Regions from separate parts of the Drosophila melanogaster genome. Here region 2 is linked to region 1. The links are chromatin contacts, called in public Hi-C maps. All regions are on one chromosome and are shown on one strand. The core of a region is the stretch at or near the end of the contact, and the rest is flanking DNA. Distances in the headings are between cores, read along the strand shown. Region 1 holds the start of CG33941. Region 2 holds the start of Eph (Eph receptor tyrosine kinase).

The links. A called contact is a pair of places that touch in the nucleus more often than the background predicts.
Region 2: a Hi-C map of the Kc167 cell line shows a contact between it and region 1, with 2.8 times the contacts expected there. The contact joins the promoter of Eph here to the promoter of CG33941 in region 1. A contact is called at or near these places in 28 of 107 Hi-C or Micro-C datasets (the Clone 8 cell line, the Kc167 cell line, the ML-DmBG3-c2 cell line and 10 more).

Annotation. Positions count from the first base shown.
Region 1 is chr4:464,835-472,160 of dm6, forward strand. CG33941 reads left to right here and starts at 2,663. Exons shown (of 4, transcript NM_001347760.1): 1 at 2,663-2,859; 2 at 2,917-3,160; 3 at 4,323-4,496; 4 at 6,180-6,642. The coding sequence starts at 3,017. The coding sequence ends at 6,317. Taf3 (TBP-associated factor 3) reads right to left here and starts at 1,994. Exons shown (of 8, transcript NM_143666.3): 1 at 1,667-1,994; 2 at 1-481. The coding sequence starts at 1,835. Asator (asator,) reads right to left here. Exons shown (of 14, transcript NM_001272127.1): 14 at 4,575-7,326.
Region 2 is chr4:607,502-614,827 of dm6, forward strand. It overlaps Eph (Eph receptor tyrosine kinase), which reads left to right and starts at 3,183. Exons shown (of 14, transcript NM_166776.4): 1 at 3,183-3,395; 2 at 3,784-4,154; 3 at 4,226-4,305; 4 at 6,114-6,294; 5 at 6,436-6,921. The coding sequence starts at 3,902. onecut (onecut,) reads right to left here and starts at 148. Exons shown (of 4, transcript NM_080103.3): 1 at 1-148.

The sequences.
Region 1 (7,326 bases), core at 1,413-3,912:
TCAATAGCTGGACTTATGAATCCCCCTGTTGTCATTACCACGCTGCTCATTTCGCGGACTGAGCTCCCAACGTCCAATTCAAAGGCATTCGACCGGAAATTTATCACAGTATTAGGAGAGATAGAATCAATGTGCTTGGCGCCTAACTTATCAGCTGCGTTTGTTGAACTATACTCTGCTTTTGAACAAAACTCTTGCTTTTCCGAAAATTCCTTTTGAACATCGGCTGGAATTTCACGAAGTTCGGGGTCCTGCATTGGTGGCAAGTATTCAAATATGTAGACAGGTCGCGTTAGAGTTTCAGCGCTTCCAGGCTTAAGGAAGTTCATGTTTACAGATTTTCCAATGGGAAACTGTGGTACATCCCGGATGAATCCAACAGGCTCGACATTACCTATGTAGTCCAATAGTTCTTGAACATTGATGCTGAGATTTTTTATACTTAAGCGTGCATCCTTAAGGTTCGGCTCTATCCGATTTGCTAAATTAGTAATATATATACTTGTCAATTAATATTTTTATAAATTTTATCCAAATAAACAAAGCATTTTTGATTTTTTGTTTGGTTTTAATAAGATTTTTTTGAACTCATATAAATAACGTTATTAAGTAACATACCAAGCAAAATTAAAAAGAAAATATAAGAGAACGCTTTAGTCGAGTTCCTCAACTATTTATTTTTATTTCTGTTCCGGTGGTTACAAGGAAGATATATCTTAATCTAAGATATATCTTAATCTAAAATATATCTTAATCTAAGATATATCTTAATCTAAGATATATATAAATCAAAGATTTATTGTTTTTTTTTTTTTGGTGTTTACAAGACAATTAATGAAATAATAATTTGCAAAAAATACAATCTACATGCCTATTGAGGTTTCATAATCCCCAATCGAGACCCCGGCAGTCCCACAATTCATCGCTCCTTAAAAACATCCCAAGATCATCGGTTTCGCCCACAGTACCAACTGCTTTGGCTGCACAGCCACAAGCAGGGAATCAGCAATAAATTATGGATCTTTTATTTCCAGCCGAATGCTAAGCTGACGCTCTAAGTCGCCGAGCACATAAGTTTCGTAAGAAACTTTAAATTTTTAATGCGCATCGGAACTAGAGAAATTATATACTGATGTAGGTGAAAGGGACTGGGCGAGGAAAAGGGAAATAACAATAAAAGAAAGAAATAAATTAAAAGATTACTTTTCTAAGAGGCACGCTTCCTTTTTCGCGGATAACTGGGACTAGATTTATGCGAGTAGCAGGCGCGAGCTTAATCAGGAAATTCCAATGGCAATGGATTCATTTTACACGCAACAACACGTACTACTCGCAGAAGCGATGTACATTTTTCGTAATACATTTCTGTACACATTATACTAATATATTTTACTTTAAGGTTAAACGGACAGGTTGACCGGTATTCTAACGCAACTGAAAGCAAAATGCCCTAACTCCAAACAAAATTGTTTTAATGATAAATAATGATTTATTAATGATAGTCTGATGGAACTGCAGGGATGATAAGTTATACATTTATGTACATGTACATATATGTCACATACTTTTTATTGAATCTCTTATTCTACAAGTAACGACTATAACTACTCAGGCTTTGTTGTATTTCATGATCGGTTCCGTTGATTTGAGGGTCTATACCACTTACCGTGTTCCATATGTCTATGCATGTCTCGAGCGAACTCCTGTACAAACTTCTGCAATATGTCTTGCAACAACTCCAAGGGTGCACTTAGAGTGCAGCTGTAACCAATAGTTTGCGTTATCTGCGCAACGACAACAAGGGCCAAATCTGAAGCGTATCTGTCTGCCATCATGTTCTTTCATGAGGTACACCTTCTTTAGAAAACCTTGGAAATGCTGTGAATAGGTTTAACCGTCCCACGAACTTCCTCTTGTTATTAAAATTAATTGACTTGGTGTCTACACCTTTATTAGACGAACTACAATCTGTGGATGTTTAGTTAACGATAACTTATCGATTTTGCCTTTGATGGGAAATATATCGATATTTGGGGTATGCCAAAAGTGGTAATCATGGGGTTCAATCAAATTCAATTGATTGACCAACATAAACAAACTGCAATTTTTTATGTGGTTTGAAAGTGGTTATAAGGGCAGATAAAAGGTTTGCTTTCGGTATGTTCGCTGTTAGTGTTCGAATAAGACACAAATTTTGAAAATAAGACGAAAAAGTTTTCTAATCCTTCTATTCTTTAAAATAGATATTGAACGATGGAAATATAATTAGAGCTTGTTTAATAATAGAGCGCTTGAATGCAGAGTGAAACGAGAGTCTTGTGTTGTTACCCGTAAAAATGTTTTAGTTTTACTACTACTATTACTATTATTACTACGATTACTTACTACAAATTTTAACAGCATCTAATGTTATGTTTATTGTGGAAAGAAAGTAATGCCCAGAACAGCTATGAAATTACCGAATAAATAATAATATAATTATAAATATAAATAATATATATAAATATAAATTTAATAAAATAACATTAAGCCTAAAATCGCTTCAAAAATATCATGTGAACTATATCCCAAACATGTGTATATATGCAGGTAATTTAGTGGAAAGAGGGTATAATGTATAATGACACAAAACTACTGATAGAATACTAGTTATATTTTCGATCAGTTTAGAAGAAACTTATATCTTAAGACATTTATTGGGTTAGGTATTGTTTCCCATATATGTTCTAGTCGAGTATTCACACAAAGAAGCGTGCGACAGATCTTCGGCACTTAATATTTTGTATTTGTAATAATGTAAAATATAAAAATTAACAAATAAAACAACTATATGAACATTTGCATGTGTTGGGTATATGTGTAAGTCTAATAAAAAGTTTTATTCTACTTAAAGCTCAAATCCTTTAAACTTTTCAGCTAGTTATTGAAATACTCAGTATAAATGAGTAAGAAGATCTCCATCAACATTGATCTGACCAACGTTTTACTCCTTTTTTAATCTAATAAGAACTAAAAAATGCAACCATTGAACTCGAGCATTGATAAAGCAAAACATTTTTTCATAGAGAGCGGGATCTTAGGACCCGTTAACTTTAAATATTCTCATGACATGATTCGGAAGACGTCTACCATTCACATTGACGAAACTCTTAAGAATCAGGTAAGGGTGGATAATCTGATTCCCAACGAATACACGTTTACACCTATGTTAACCATAATAGGTGTATAGGTATCGTATTTCCTTACATATACTGAAGATTTCATATGCAGTCGGTCAGTTATCGAGTAACTGGTTAGTCCGTCTGACTATCAATCTGAACGCTGTGATCTCGGGAACAATGAAAACTAGAATATTGATATTAAGCATTAAGACTCAGTCACAGAGTCTGTAAGAGTTTGTTTCATGCCGTTGCGACGCTTGCTCCAACGACGACGCACCCTCAATATTCATACGGTCACAAAAAATCAATCAACCACTAGCAAAAACACGAATACACTTCAGTGCGCAGATTTCTCATTTTGCGCATAATGTACGAGCTCAAAGAAGCTGGAGTCGAAAAAATGGAATTTTTGAAATTTAAAAGCTGGAATCGTTTGCTCATTTGTTGTCTTTATTTGCCCACGTTTGGCCACTCTTTTCAATTTTGAAAAAGTGAATACTTTAGAAAATATGAGACGTTCTAGTTAACCTCGGTATTATTATTTTGACCATCTCTTAAAACTAAATATTATAAAAAAAAACTTTTGCCCAATCAGTATTCTTAGTTTTTATCGTTTGTCCATCCTTTAAAATTAGTTTTTTTCGTTTTCCCATCCTTTAAAATAAGTATTTTGAATTAAAAACGTTTGTCCAACCCTTAAAAATTTTGTTTTTTTGTGTTCCCACCTATTAAAACTAAATTTCTACATATGTATGTAATAATTGTAAGTTGTGGCGCCAATTCGCATGTTTTAGGATCGGCGGACAAATTCACATATGTACTTATATGATGATGATGAACATGTATATACATATCCAAGTTCAAGAAAATTGTGGAAGCGAATGATTATCGTTATGTAAATATTGGAAAAAACACGTAACGGATCGCGATCTATGTACATATGTATGTCTGTACATACATATTAAAAATTGGATTTTCCGACCCCAGCTTCTTTGAGCTGAATGTATGTATGCCTAGTTTCAAATAGATGCGGTTATTCACATTGATTAAAATTTAAAATAAACATGCGAGATACCTATGCATCTCCTATTGTTTTCAAATGTGTACATGAATGCATGTATGTACCCACATATGTATGTATGTATGTCAAACACTTTTTAGATTCGAAAAACATCATTGGGTATGCGATCGAGGGCATTTAGAGAAAATAATTCATTAAACAGTTTCGACGATACCCTTATAAATCTTCAAAACGAAATCTATAACATAAGAGATTCATTAGTCAATGGCGAGACTAAAATTATACTTCTCCGCACTGAAATTGGCAAATTAAAGGTAAGAAATTTTTTTCAATTAAATAGGCCTTTAGGCTATATATTTATTTCATATATAATATTTTTACGTATTTCCTGGGTCATTAAAAACTTCTTAAAAGAATTCATAATTTATTAGTTAAGGACCAACACCAGAAACTTCACATTTACATATAACATCAGCGATATTAAGGATATATACTCTTGATCAATATCAGTGCTACGCCAACTAGTTTTCGAGTTTTGAGGTAGTATTAAGCCGGAATGGCCCGGATCTGCGCATTATATCACATATGTAGCTGCCAAATAGATCTTGGGTTTTTTAATCATAGTATTTTATATTGTAGTTCCGTACATAACATTTTTAATTTAAAATTTAATTTAAAATAAAATGCATTTGCCTGTGAGTAAAACACGATTTTCAGAAATCAATTTTAAGCAATGAAACGAATTTAAATATTTAGTTTTGGTCAATTTCGTTGTTAAATGATCTACCAAAATGTTAAATAAATTAAATAAAATATTATTGAAAAATGTTTATCATGATTATCATATTTTTAAAGAAGCTTATTATTATTCATTTGTTAAAATAGTCGATTGAACAAGTTAACGTTTATGCAAGAGAAGAAGTGCTCACCACAAAAGCTGATTAAAATAAACACTTTTCACATCTAAACAATTTAAAAGCTTGGAATTCACGTAGTTATTTGACAGTGAGGCAAGCTGCATTGTTGCCGCTTAAGTTTTATATTTTTATCCCGGACATAGCCATGAGGGGATTTAAATAGGCCACTACAAAATATTTGTATAATAACAATTTATATATTTATATTTAAACCATTGCAGCACTACCAGCAGGACGTAGTGGCATCGTGCTAAATTTCGAAATTACATAAGCAACAAAATGTTCGTTATTTTCACTACTCATTACAATTATTAATCGAATCATATAAACTTTAATTGAATATGAATGCGATTATGTAGTGGAAATTGAAAACATTTTTTGTAGCTGGCTCTTGAGCTGGATCCAAGATATCTCAAGTTTTTGTTCAAAATTTAGGGGGATGAGCGCTTGTGCACACGTATTCTCACCCATTGAATATTTTCCCTTCATTATATAAGTTTTTCGGTCTGTTAAACAAACTTATACAAGTTTTTCAAAAAAAAAAACAAAAAAAAAAAAAACGGCATAAACAAGAAAACAGCAAAACATCCCAAATATCGATATCGAAAACAATCGTTAGAAAACTAGTTTACTTGGGGAAATGTTGTGGGTGGACTCGAAGTTCATATAAATATACGAGTGGCGTATATTGCATGCTCAAAACTGTTAATAAATTTGATTCCAAGATCAGTATTAATTTCTGCTCAAAAGTCGTTTTCTAGCATAAGTACGTATACACTTTCTTGTTTGTTGGTTTTACTCTCACAAGCAAGTGTATTAATTTAAAGCGAGCGGATAGGGAATATTTTGCGGGCATTTAAACTGTGCAGCGAAGATGCATTTCTTAAAAAATGATTTACTTTATGATTTACTTGGTATACACATAGGAGTGAACTGTTTTTTTTTTTTTGTATAACAAAAGAAAAACAAAATATCTACTTTATGGGAAAATATATAAAATTATAATGTGTATAGTCAAATCCATAATACGTGTAAATAATTTTAAATGTTATTTTCATTTAATGTTATCAAATTTTTCAGGAGGCTCTACAAGCAATTATGAAGGCTCTTGATTCCTCTGATGAGTTGATGACGAAAATTAAAGATTCCACGCCGAATCTTTGTTTATTTTGCCAACCTAATAGTTATAAAAAATTCGCCGAGTTTCAGTCCTTTTAACAAAATCCTATTTAACAAAAATTAATATGAAAAATAAATTTTGGTTAAAAACATACATATTTATATTAATGGAACAGAAAGTATTTTATAATTAAGTAAATACTGGTGCTTAAGAATAAAAAACATACACATTTCAATTTAACTTTCATACTTGGTTTGCCTTGTTTTTAAGAACAATCGCTGCCAACGCTTTATTTTTAAATGTAGTTACACTTTTAGAGTATAATTTTATCTTTTACGTTTAAAACTATAGCGAGTATATACAAATAAATAAATAACGTTTTTATAACATATTTTATATTCTTAAATAAAGTTTAAAAACTTATTTCTATCGAAATCACTTCCAAGGTTCAGGACACACACAAATTGCACATATTCCCGAAATTAAAATTACGATGGGCTCATTGAAAAAAGCTGTAAAACTAAATAACAAAGTATAGATTGAAAAACTTGGAGCATTTTATTGGTTAGGTTATTATAATCTCACCTTTTTTAAAAGGTGAGGTGAGGTTTTAAAAAAAAAAAATGTAGTTAAGTACAGCAATGTGTCATAATCCATGACTTTTAAATTACGATATTCTAATTTATATATAAGAGAAATCGGTCTAGGCATCCAATATTTGTGTTTTCATAGGCCTCACCTAAAAGTGCACATATATATATTCTTTAGCAACGGAGTCGATGAAGCAATGGCTGTCCGCTTGTTAACATACATACATCCTTCTTTTGATTTCAGAATTCCGAATTTATCATTATTAAACCGGTAGAATATGCCACTTACTGCGCTAAATCTCAAGAGTGAGTTTAGGTCAACATTGAAAATACATTTTTGGAACCAAAATGCATGTTAGTATCCAATCTTGGAGCTGTACAAAAATCTATTAGGTTAGAATTTGGGGAAATCCAGGTGTTATTTTCGAACGCCTATAAAACCTATTGTGTCCGCTTAGCTTATGAATAACATAAAAATACGACATTTTATTTCTAGCTACAAAAAAATGCTGAAAAC
Region 2 (7,326 bases), core at 1,933-4,432, 140 kb after region 1:
ACTGAAACCTTCGGCTAGAAAATTTTCTACGCATGCACGGTTATACACTCATGTACACACATGTGGGTGGTTTTTCCGAAAGTTTGTTATGTGACCGCCGCGTTCCATGAAGACTTATCCTCACGCGAATTATACCCAATTCGAACTGAACGAAACCAAACCAAACACAACGGAACTGAAATAAAATTAACGGCCACAACGCACCACCATCGAGCTAAGGGTTGCCACATGCAGGCAGTGCACCACAAACCATAAACCCCACCCCGAAAATCTGAGCATGCGCAGTACGAGAAAGTGAGCTGGGATCTACTGAATTGTTCACTGCTTAAATAACTTTTTTGGGTGGGTTTGAAAGTAGCATATATTTATCAGTTCCGCAAGCGGGGGATTAATTTGATTCAAAATAACCTGATCCATTTTTTTGGTTAAAGCTTATAAATTTGTAAATGACAAATGGATCTTTTTATAAATAGTTTTCACCAACATATAGCAATGAAAAAGCAATTAAAAATGTTAGAATTGAGTTATCGTATAAGTGGGCTGGGCCAAAGACACTATAATGGTGTCTTTGGCTGAGCCCAATCGAGCGCATCGAATAGTGATCCTGATAATAATTATTGGTTTGTAATGTACACAATTTAAGCAGCAGAAAGCTTTGTTTTAATGTAATATTTATTATTCGATTTCTCGTATGTTCCCCAAGGGAAGGCTTTTGTCCCCTTTGATCGATTCTTTGTACTGGTTTGTATGACATGTCTTCGTTTTTCCAGCTGTCTGGCGTCACGCACGCGTCTTGTACTGTGTTCGTCTATCCTCGGACAAGTATAATGATTGAGTGGTCATGGGCTGCGGCATTTCAGGTCCAATGATGTAGACCGAGGTCCAGCGCCTTACCTTTATTATAAGTTCTCTCCGCCATTAACATGGCTGCCCTTGACTCACTTAGCATTCTAGAATTCTTCGGAGTTGCTAATTCTTTTCGCACTTAAAATATAACTGTGTTTCGGACACCGACGCTTAAATACTGCCAGTTTATAGAATATCCGCATTATTATATTTCGCATTATTTTGACAAGGCTTAACATTTTTCTTACATATCCTGCATATCTACATTCATAATCCGTTTTGCAAGCATACTTTTCGAATATGGTTCAAACTGGCCAATTGGGGTCTAAACATAATCCTAAAATTGATTTAAAATACACATTTAAAATGAAACGAGTTGCACCTAAATTTTTAGAAAATCGTTGTCATTAGCGCTCAAGAAACTTTTAATATCCCTTCTGGACACTTGCGCTGCATCGATGTATGTATCTGAAAGTTGCATGCTTAATATCAACTGTTTAACTAGAATTGTTCCTGAGATCTCAACGTTCATACGGACGGACATGGCAAGATCGACTCAGCGAATTCAGAACCATCAACAAGAATTTAAATTTAACTTCTGTCTGTTACACTCTCTTCAACAAATTTGAATGTTTGTATTTAAGCCAGGTGGTTTTTATAGCAATTTTGCAGTTTTCTGATTGCGAAAGATATTCTGTTCCGGCAAAATGCATTGAATTTAGTACTTTCTGGTAAATGTAAATGTACTCCATGTTGTTGCACGTTATATATGGACTCACAAGGACTCACTTTTGTGTTGTGGGGATTACTTAATTTGTTGTAAATTGTAGAAGTCCATGATTTTGAAGTGGACAGCAGACAGATGCAATGGTTGCCGTTATCTTATTGTAATTTGCTCGTAGAAAACCATTAATTAAAGTAGTGTTCGTAACGTATAACGTATTTGAATGTTAAAGCTGATAAGGTGCGCTTTCAAATAACATGACGGCGGTATTGGTATTTCAGGTTTACGCCGTGAAACATAGTTGGCATGTCACAAACATAATCTTATACACGATATTATTATTATTATTGAATAAGGTTTGCCATAAGTTGGCACATTGACTTTTAGTTCGCTGCTTTGCATGATACCTTGTCTTAGGGCGTTGGTATCTGGGTATCATATTATATTCTGGGTAGATATTCTCTGTAGACTGCTGTGAGGTTTCTTCGACAGTTTCCGCACTTTTTTTATTTTAGCTTAGTGTGTGCAGAAGTGTAGAAATACGTAGTGGTTCAACTCTCCTGACAATTTAAAAATTTAAATACTTTCGAAAATCTTTTTCTTTATTGACTTTCTTTAAATATATTTTTTACTCCAATGGCATCGCTTGCACACACTTAAAACAGGTATAATTTAGAAAATATATCCCATAAGTTTTATTAGAGAATGCAACTTTTTTCCAGATCTTTATATAAATAGTATCAATAAAACAAGTTTGTCCACCCTCTAAAAATAGTTTTAATCGTTTGTCTACCCTTTAAAAATTGTTTTTATCGTTGGCACAGCCATTAAAATAAATGTTTATTGTTTGTCCGCTCTTAAAAGTAAATAATTTCGTTTGCTCACCTATTAAAACTATATTGGTACATATGTATGTACTTTTTGAAATAGGACGTGAGAAAAAAAAAACTAAAAAACATAAGCAAGCCGGTGGAAAAACAATTCCAGCTTTTAAATTAAAAAAAATATTTATTTATTCTTTTTGGCTTAAAAACCATTTTACTTTAAAACTCCATTGGTTTGCCTACCCTTTAAAAGCTTTATGGACAACGATGCAAACGTTGATGTTTTTAAGCTTTCCAAGTGTTGTCTTTATTTTCATTAATGGTCCGTTTTGGTTTCCTATGGATTCTTTCCCGAACTACCTTTATTAAATGGAAAATTAAATTATCATTAATCATTAGAGCTACTATAACGGCTTTCACAAAAAAAAGTAAGCAATCGAATCGTTTAGTGATCAGTAGATATGCAACGATTACATATACATATGCATATACATATATGAATGTCAGATTATTACGATTATCAAGCAAGATATTAAAAGTATTGGTAACGCCTTTTTTTTAATATTTCGTTTAAATTTTCAGTAGAGAGACAATCACTTTTAATGAATATTATTCTCGTTCTATATTAATTAAAGGCCAAGTGTCAATAATTCGTATAAAACATAAAACAAGAACATCAGTTTATGCTGTTAGCTCATTTTGTACCAATTTCATTATTCCGAATTTGTGGTATTTCGTCGATGCTATTTTAACTTATTTTTTTTAAAGAAAATTTGTTTTCATGGATTTTAATGACGTTATAAAAGTTATCGATACCAGTTGTTTTAACAGAATTGCTGAGTATAAGTGAATTTAAAAAATAAAAAATAAAGAAAAAAGACTGAAAATGATACTCTGGTCTTTACCAAGTATCAATAGAAAATCTACAAGGGATTTTGTGGTCGTAAAAGAACCACTTTAAAATTAAAACGAGACTTCCATAGTAGTAGTCGGCTGTAAAGGTATCAATAAAAGTGGTCCTAAATGACAAAATGTACAAATAAAATAATAAAATCCGTTCAAATATCTTGTGTTCCAAAGCCATAACATCTTGAATTGATAACAGTAATCATCCGTGAAATGTAATGTTTAAATCGAAGCTAGCGTCCCTTAACAAGAATACATACACACTGTCATTTTGTGTAAATATGTATAACATGTATGGTCGTATGTATGTATATAGCAGCGTCGGAAAATGCAGGCTCATATGTGTATACGCTTCCTTGTATATATGGATATGCACATATGCCAGTGAATACCGAACAGGAACAGATCCTTCCAAATTATTTATACATTAATCACATTCATGCTTATACAAAGTGCATTAAAGCTAATCAATTTATTTTTTAGTCTTGGATTTTAAACTGGACCCACAAACACAAATAATGCTATTGACATTGGTAAATCCGCATCAGAGTGCGTACAACCCAAATCAAAAATAAAACTGTTCGAAAACGATCCCAACAAAATGAAAATGGTTGGGTGCCACCCAAATGACAAAAAGGTGAAATATGATGGTATTAAAAGTAAAACTTCTTCCGTAACCATTCTAACTTCCGTACTAAATGATGCTATAAGCGCCCTCAAGTCTGCGTTTTACAAAAATCAAGCTCCAATTAGCGAGCAAAACAGATCTCAAATTGTTTCGAGAATGTCATTATTAAGGACAATACTGCTTATTATAATTTCAATTCACTTTAAATTGGCACATGCAGATCAGGGTACGTACTGCTTAACAATATTAAGACTTAACAGTAAATGATATCTTTTTAATGCTCACGAATATCTGCAGTTGTTCTATTGGATACAACTCGAGAAGCTACATTAGAGTGGACCAGGTATCCATATGGACCTCAAGCCCAAACACCAGGGGTACGCATTATATGTTATTGTTGCTCTTATTTTCAATTTTTATTTAAAAAACAAACGTTTGTTTGTAGTTAAACTTACGTCGACAATAATAAGATAGTAGTAATAAGATATTTATATTCAATTTATTCTATGTCAATTCGATTGTGTACAAATTCTTAAAGATTTTATATAGATTTCTTTATATGTGCTCTTTTTTCTAATTGAAAATCATTTAATTTTGAACGTTTTTAATATGTAAATATGCTTATGCTGCTGCGACTGCCAACGACTTCCAGAACTCTTCGCTTGCCGCTCAAAAGAACCTTTGTCTTCGACTTTTAATTTTCTCAGAAGCAGAATCAAATTCATGTGAAATGAACTTACCACAGTTTTTTAAACGCTGATATAATCATGTGTTTTTATTTGGTATACACAACATTTGGAATAATGTTTACTTTGATCCGAAGCAGATGACTAACATTCTTCAGCTGCCATAGAAACGTTTGGGAAATTTATTTAAAACATTTGAAAAGAATTCATCGTTTCGTCGTTTCTAATCATAAAATGTCTTTTTCAGTATAACCAAAGACACTAGAATAACAAGATGCGTAACGGCCATACATTGGTTTGGCACTATGCAGCCACTTTTTTAGTGACGGCCAAAATTGCTCTCTTTCCGCTCGCTCCGGCTGAGAGCGTAAGAAATCTAAAAATAGAATTTGCTTGCTTGTGTGAGTGGAAACAAGAGACGAGAACGCGTATATGATTTTCGGGCCGAAATAAATTCTGATCGACGAAAAGAATTTACATTGTACATATTAGGGTAGTTTTTTGCCAATTTCGTAGCAATATGATAAAATAAGATAATTTTTAAAAATTCGCTCTGACTATTATAATTTTAAAGCTTTTTAAATTTGTTTGTTAAAATCGCCGCTCGAATTAGCTACCGTTTACACATTTATATTTATGTTTAATTCTAATTTGTCTTTCATCTGCCAATCTTTTAAAAGCGAAATATTTTTTTAAACACTTTTAATGTTAATGTTACATCATATTAAGTCAAATGACTTAATAAATATACTAAATAATTAAAGGAAGTACAATAGAAATTATTATAACTACTGTAATTTCATAAATTTCATAAAAATATGATAACTGTTTATTGCAAAAGTCATATCAAAGACACAAGCACTCAACAGTTATTGCCTTATTAATTTTTCAAGATGAATACTCTAATGACAAATATTCTTATATAAAGTCATTTTTGAAATTTATTTTTGTGATATGTACATAGATTTGGCTATTTCTAATCTATTTTCAAATAATAATAACGTTAAGGCAATGCAAAACAAGAATCGCATGGTGCCAATTGATCAAAAATAATATAGATTTAAAGTCAAAGAACTTCTAAGGTGAAGGGCATATTTTGTCAAATTTATAATGCATGAGCATACGTGTGCACACATACAGTTGTCTGCTATCACTTTATGCGTTGAAAAGAGCTGTTCGCTGTAGCGCTCTCCGCTCTCTCGCTCTCTAACCAAAATTCGAGAGAGCCTGGAGCCGCCTTCAGAGCCACGGCGAAAAAATCGTGTGCCAAAAAATCGTATGGCGTTACGCATCTTGTTATTCTAGTGTCTTTGGTATAACCCACTTATTATATGTATAGACAATAACTGCAAGGATATATATATAATATATTAAGTATTGTGTTTTTTTTAAATTGCAATGAATATGTACATAATTTAAAGTTAATAGTGTATTAAGATCCTATAAAGTTTCTTTATGTACCGATACAAAATATCTCCTTCATTTAAACTTATTTTTAGTGGGTGGAGGAGTCATTTACCGACTTCGTTAAGGGCATTAACTGGAGGAGCTATGTGGTTTGCGATGTGGCATATCACAACGTCAATAACTGGTTGTGGTCGCCGTTTATCGATCGTGGATCAGCAAACCGACTTTACATTGAAATTCAGTTCACAATACGCGATTGTTCTTTATTCCCAGGTAAGTGTATAAAATTGTTTCTAACAAAAAAATGATACGAATATTGGTGAACAAATTTTGAAGTTCCTGTTATGTATGCGGTTTGTAGGGTATTATTTAGTGTAATAATCTTTATTAGAAAAATGTGTTCAATTTTTTTAGGAAACGCCTTGTCATGCAAGGAAACATTTAGCTTACTTTTTTACGAGTTTGATGCGGCTACTAGAGAACCTCCACCATGGCAAACAGACAGCTACAGGCTGATTGCTCGCATCGCGGCTGGCGAGGGGCGCTTCAATCAGAACTCCGATGTAGATATTAACACAGAGGTGAAGAGTATAGCCGTCAACAAAAAAGGCGTATATTTTGCTTTCAGAGATCAGGGCGCTTGTATTAGCGTTCTGGCAGTAAAAGTATATTATATTACGTGTCCTGCTGTTACCGAAAACTTTGCACACTTTAACGAAACACCTACGGGAAGAGAAATTACTATAATTGAGAAACAAAATGGAACATGTGTCGATAACGCAGAACCGTATGAGACGCCAACTTACTTATGTAAAGGTGATGGAAAATGGACAATTCTTACTGGTGGGTGTCGTTGCAAGGCTGGCTATGAGCCGAATTACACAAATAAGACTTGTACAGGTTGGTATTATTTATAACTTTCCAATGTTTAACTCCTTATTATTTTCCCATCCGCGAATTGAGTAATTATTGTAGCCGATCATAATGAACTTAGGAAGAGCTCTGATTTTGTTTTACTTCAGATGAATTGCTCATCAGTTCTCTTAGTTTAATGTCTTTATAGTGTCTTATTTTCTAATAGTTTAAGTAAATGACATCTTTCGTATAATAAGAGGGGAAGTTGTGGATAATAACGTTCATAAGGGAGCTGCATAAATTTATTATTTGTAAGTTGTTCTTTATTTTGATTAGAAGTGAACCTAAGCTTTTTGCATTCTTCAACTTCAGCTACTTAGGCAAAACGTATTTACTTCTCGATAACAGTATCGAATTGAGTTAGATCTGCTTAATTTATATATTTTTAAC